Regions from separate parts of the Mus musculus genome. Here region 1 is linked to region 2. Evidence: chromatin contacts called from public HiChIP or PLAC-seq data. All regions are on one chromosome and are shown on one strand. Each heading gives the region's core, a stretch centred on a gene start, on an enhancer-like site or on the middle of the called end of the contact. The rest is flanking DNA. Distances are from core to core; before and after follow the strand shown.

Region 1 (2,700 bases), core at 194-2,693, 54 kb before region 2:
AAGCATGTGAAAGGACACGTGATGAAAGATTCTTCACCAACAACACACATGTATTGGTCCACCTTACATTGCATAGTTGAGCTCCATTTGTCAGGACTTCATAGAGAAATGTACCAAAAATCTTCTGGTGGTGTGCTTGGAGGACTCTTGCCACTTCTGTGGACTCAGGTTGATTGGCAGAGTGATGTCAGCTGATACAGACTCAGGTGGAGTATTGCTAAGTGAGACTAAGGTGCTGACACAAGGCACATGATGAGGCAAGACCTGTGCAGGACATATATAATTTGAAGGGAGTATAAGTAGTACTCCTCAGACAGTGATTGAGGCCGGGCTTGGCTGGGCTTGCTTTATAGAGCTATCTGTGCAGCACTTCACTTCATCAAGAGGCACAGCTGAGAACTGCTCCTGATGTTCCTGCTAGTCCAAATCCCTCCTACCTGGCTGTTCCTGCTAGGTTGTGCCACCTGCTGCTATCCCAACACAACTAAAGAACCATCATTAAAAGTAGACCACTGTTTTATACAATGTAGAGTAACTTAGAGTAGGGTAACACATGATCACTATGTATTGTCTATCAGACAAGATCTCATGTAGCCCAAGCTGGCTTTGAATTTGCTATATAGCCAAGGCTGACTCTAAGATTCAGCACACCAAATTTATGCAGTGCTGGACCTCAAGACTTCAGGGACTGAAGCCACATCCTTGCCCCCAATCTCTCTCTTCCTTTGAGTATACACATGCAAATTCCTTGATACCATGAGGATGATTTTTACTGGATCAGTCTAGACAAGGCCCCTCAACTATGATGAAGTAGGAAGATAGTATAGGGAGAAGAGAGCAAGATCATAGGTCATATAACTGGCATATAGTTGGCTGTTAGGTTGAGTATCAGTTTCTAGAAGGTCGTGCTCATGCTTTGGCTTGGGTCAGGAAGTTGGATGCTAACTGAGCCGCAGGAAGAACAGCTAGGCAGGCCCATCTCTGTATTGAGAGCCATGACCACAGGAACTGATGCAATGAAGATGTTGGTTTTGCCATCTAGAAGGCTCACAATTTGGGATGCTTTTCAAACTTCTGGGTAAGCATGACAATGCAAATCTGAAGCAAGACAAGAATGTGGGCACTCAGCAACTGAGAGCTTTGTAAGCAGGTTCCCAGATCCTAGCTGCACTTAAGTTGAGTCTGAGCCCCTGGGCAACTTCCTGAGAAAGCTAGAAAGCATAAAAATAGCTTCAAAGTGCACAGCAGCCAAACATGCCTGCTTCTTAGCTTCACTGAGATCTTTATCTATAGATCTACATCAGATCTTCAGAGATCTGATCTGTAGGTTGGCAGGGAGGAGAAACAGGAATGTGGAGGCAGTAAATCCCATGAGCTAGTAACATGGGCACCTCCACCACCTGCCAGCTCGGGATAGTTCACAGATGAGGAAGTTGCAGCTACAGGAGAGTTGATTCACAGGAAGAGAAAGCTCTGGTGTTCCAGAACTATAAGTCTGCGCCCCCATAGAGATAGATACTGAAATAGGGTATTTTCTGAAAGAACATGAACATGATGAATAAGTCACTGGCTATCCTTATGCCCTGATGTAGTCTTTGGATTTTTTTAGTTCTAAAGAAGAAACACAAGAGACCAAGATGTGTTCTGCAGGTTACCTGGTGATATTTTCATGGGTGGAAGGAATAATTCATGAAGCCTGTCCCCATCTCATTATGGAACATGTTTTACTCATTTACTTAATTTACTGAAGATTTTAATATCACATGGCTGCCAGAAGGACATGGAAACATTTAGAAGCAGGACTCAGGGCATTAACTTCAAACGCCCACTCCTCAACCTTCTGCCAAGAAATAACAAAATATTTGTCTCTGAGATAGTTAACCTCCCTTCCATACGCAATCTACAACACATTACCTTGGCAGGCTCTGCTCTGTCCCCCTTCTCCCCCACAGGGGATGGGAATCGTTTTACTTAGGTTTCCAACTTTTCCCACGAAGATGAGAAACACCAGGAACACACAGCATTTTCCAACAAATTAGTTTGTCCTGAGATCATTTTTCATCTAATTTAAGGGTAAATGTCACAGATGTGTTTCACTGTATTGGAACTAAGGAAGTGAAGTTCCAAATGCAGTCAAGAAATACAATGTCCCTGTGGGCACAGTCAGGGTTTTTATCTACACAGGACCCTACTCCTGTCCCCCAGAGTCAACAGACACTTTTGAGTGTGACCCTCCTCTAGAGGGTGTGGCATCTTTTAAAATTTTTCTTCACTCCAAGGACTCTGGATATATTAGGTCCAAAATCAACTGTTGGCTTTCTGATACATTTTGCCCAACACAAAGTTGCTCAATGTGCCAATCACCAGTGGGGAATGATTATTTATTCCTCAGCAATATGCTTTGAAGAACAGTGGGATGTGGCTCCAGAGAAATAACACATTTTTCTCTGTTTTTCAAATAGTTCATGAAAAATACTGATGTGAAGTACCAATTACCCCCCCCCCATGAATTGGGCTGGAAGTCTTATTGTATGCTTTAAAAAATCACTTACAATTTGCTCATCCCCTTTTAATTCCACAGCAAAAAGGATGCATTTTTCTTGCTCTAAAGATTAAAGTTCGGTCTGTCTTCCTATTTGGTACAAGGGACTCTCTGACACACTGTATTCTCACATCCCCCCATATATCATTATGGGCTGT
Region 2 (2,700 bases), core at 27-2,526:
GCTGACGTTGTACAGCTGTCCCTCTAGAAAATGTTGTAGGAGATATTCAAATAGGCTCAGAATAAAATGGCTAATCAAAACTTACTCCAACATGACACAGCCACCACTTTGTTATAATGGAATCTGAAACTTCAGAGACAGCTCAAGTATCTAAGAAAAAAATCAGGCTGACACTTTTTAAAAGACTTAATGATCATATAGATTCAAAAATTTCAAGTCTTATAGTAAAGATTGTAAGATCCAAACAAGCAGATACATGAATTACAGGAATGTATATCAGACCCCTTCATAGATTCTTCAAAATGAACATAACAGAAAATTGGATATGAAAGTCCAAATGGAGGAAAAAGACGTCAAGAAGACTGAAAAGGGACCAAACAGAAATACTTAAAACAAAGAATGGGTGCATGAAATAAAACTGCAGTAAATAATATCACTAAGAAACAAGACCATGCAAAAGAGTGAATTCCAAGGATGGAGGACAAAGACAAAGAAGTAATTTAAACAGACATATACAAGGGGAAAAACAGAAAGGAACACAAAAATATTTACAAAAAAAAATCTAAGATGCACTCAAGAGGTTGAACCTGAGAATTCATGGTGTAGAAGAAAGAATCACATAGAATACACAGACCAGCTAATGTAATTACAGCAGAATACCCCCAAAACTTAGGGAAACAAGGAATTGTCCAAACACAAGAGGTAAACAGAACTCCAAGTATCCATGACCAGAGAAGTTCTCCTTGACACAGCACAACCAGGGTGTCAACAAGACAAAGCAAAACTCAACCAACCAACCAAATAAACAAGAGAGAGAGAGAGAGAGAGAGAGAGAGAGAGAGAGAGAGAGAGAGAGAAGACAGATAGACAAAAAGTAAATGTCATAGTTACTTTTCTATTGTTGGGCTCATTTTGAGATTGTGATTTTAGAGAGAGAAGAGTACATCACCATTGTGGTAAAGGAGTATGGCAGCCAGCAAAGCATGGAGCTGGAGCTGGAGCTGGAGCTGGAGCTGGAGCTGGAGCTGGAGCTGGAGCTGGAGCTGGGGCTGGAGATCTTGATCTATAAGCAGGAAGGAGAGAGTACAGTAGGAGTAGCATGTGGCTTTTGAAACCTCAAAACCCTTGACAAACTTCCTCTAGCCAGTCATACATCATAAACCCTCCCAACCACCTCCACAAACTAGGGACTAAGTATCCAAATGCTTAAGACTATGGGGGATAAGAGGCATTTCACTCAAACTACACAATCTAAAAGTCAGCCTAAGAGAAGTATCAGGTCTGTTCCTGTGTAGTCAGCCTGGGGTGTGTTATGCGGAGGCAGCACTTCCTCTTGGCTTTACATCTATCTCTCTTGGTTCATTTTTCTCACTCAATACCCATTTCCGCTCCCGTGTTTCTATAAGTAAAACAACAAAAGAATCTCAGGAAGTTCTAGGGCTAGTAATCTACTTAACATATCAAATAAATTCTGCCCAGGATCTTAGGATATATTTCCATAATAAAAATGGTTTAAAAAATTTTCCATGTCAAAATGACAATTTATTTACAATTATTAAGTCTGAGTTAGTCATTAGCCCTGTACTTTTAATCAGGGTGTATATTTATTTTAATTGGGATTGTAAGTCCAGGACAGACATGGGTTTTCTGATCTTCATTTGACTAGAAAGAAAAACCTCCCAGATTTTTATTTCTTAAAATTAAAACAAAAATGATAATTGACAGAAGATGTGACATTAGAATTTCCTAAGACGTTGTGGACAGAAACGTCTGTCTCTAATCACAGGGGCTGGAGAGGGATGAAAATTTCAGTCAGTTGATATTTTCCCTTTCATTATTTATGATCTAAGCTAGTTCGTCTTCCTCCCTTTCATTATTTACATGACATCTAATGGCTGGTCTGATTGACTTTAAACATTTGTGGTGGTTGCTTCTGGCTGGATTTAGCAGAACCGGTGTCTTCCACAGTCCCGCTTCATCTTCATCGGCAGGACCTTTATGTTTAAAAGGGAATAGCATTTCAAAACGTGTTTTCCAACAGACTGTAGTGGCTCACACCTGTAATTTCAGTACTCAGAAGGGTGTGGCAAGAGGAGAACTTGGACCAGGATACTTGGACTATATATTCAGTTTTGAGCTAGACTTGATTACAGAGGGAGACTGTGCTTTGAAAAAATTTTAAGTCAATTTCTATTTTCTCCAGCTTGATTCTCTGCTTATGCCCGTGAAATCATGTGAATAAGATCATTCACCACTAGCAACAATAGTTTCTAGATGGTGATATGTATATACAATTGTGTGTATATATTTGTAATATATAGAACATATGTAATATTATATATCTGTGATGTATGTAAATATATATATATATATATATATATATATATATACATATATATATACACACACACATATACAATTTTATCATGTTGTTGTGCCTAAGTGAGTATGCATGTGCACCACACACATATAGTTGCCTGCGGAGGTAAGAAGAGGTCTTAGACTCCTGGGTGTTAGGTACTGAACCTGGGTACTCTGAAAGAGCAGCAAATGCTCTTACCTCTGAGATATCACTCCAGCTTTTATATTAACTTTTAAGAGAATAATTTCCTCATTGAGTTTACCATTATTTTTCCTTGTAACCTGGACTGAAAATACAAGGATTTGGTTGAAAAAAAAAAGACTTTATTTGAGGTTAAT

The links. HiChIP or PLAC-seq counts read pairs in DNA pulled down with a chosen protein or histone mark.
Region 1: a CTCF HiChIP or PLAC-seq map of CD8 T cells shows a contact between it and region 2, with 8 read pairs. The contact joins two enhancer-like sites. A contact is called at or near these places in 2 of 15 datasets of contacts at CTCF or cohesin (CD8 T cells and the NIH/3T3 cell line) and 2 of 484 Hi-C or Micro-C datasets (CD4 T cells and nephron progenitors).

What each region holds. Positions count from the first base shown.
Region 1 is chr8:128,201,029-128,203,728 of GRCm38.p6, reverse strand. No RefSeq gene overlaps it. Among named protein-coding and RNA genes, the nearest start is that of Mir21c, 76 kb to the left of the region's middle. Within about 2 kb of position 1,443, at least 51 of the 459 cell types and tissues checked have an H3K27ac peak or open chromatin away from gene starts, as enhancers often do. A contact at or near this core is called in CD8 T cells, where this site is marked.
Region 2 is chr8:128,147,152-128,149,851 of GRCm38.p6, reverse strand. No RefSeq gene overlaps it. Among named protein-coding and RNA genes, the nearest start is that of Mir21c, 130 kb to the left of the region's middle. Within about 2 kb of position 1,276, at least 34 of the 459 cell types and tissues checked have an H3K27ac peak or open chromatin away from gene starts, as enhancers often do. A contact at or near this core is called in CD8 T cells, where this site is marked.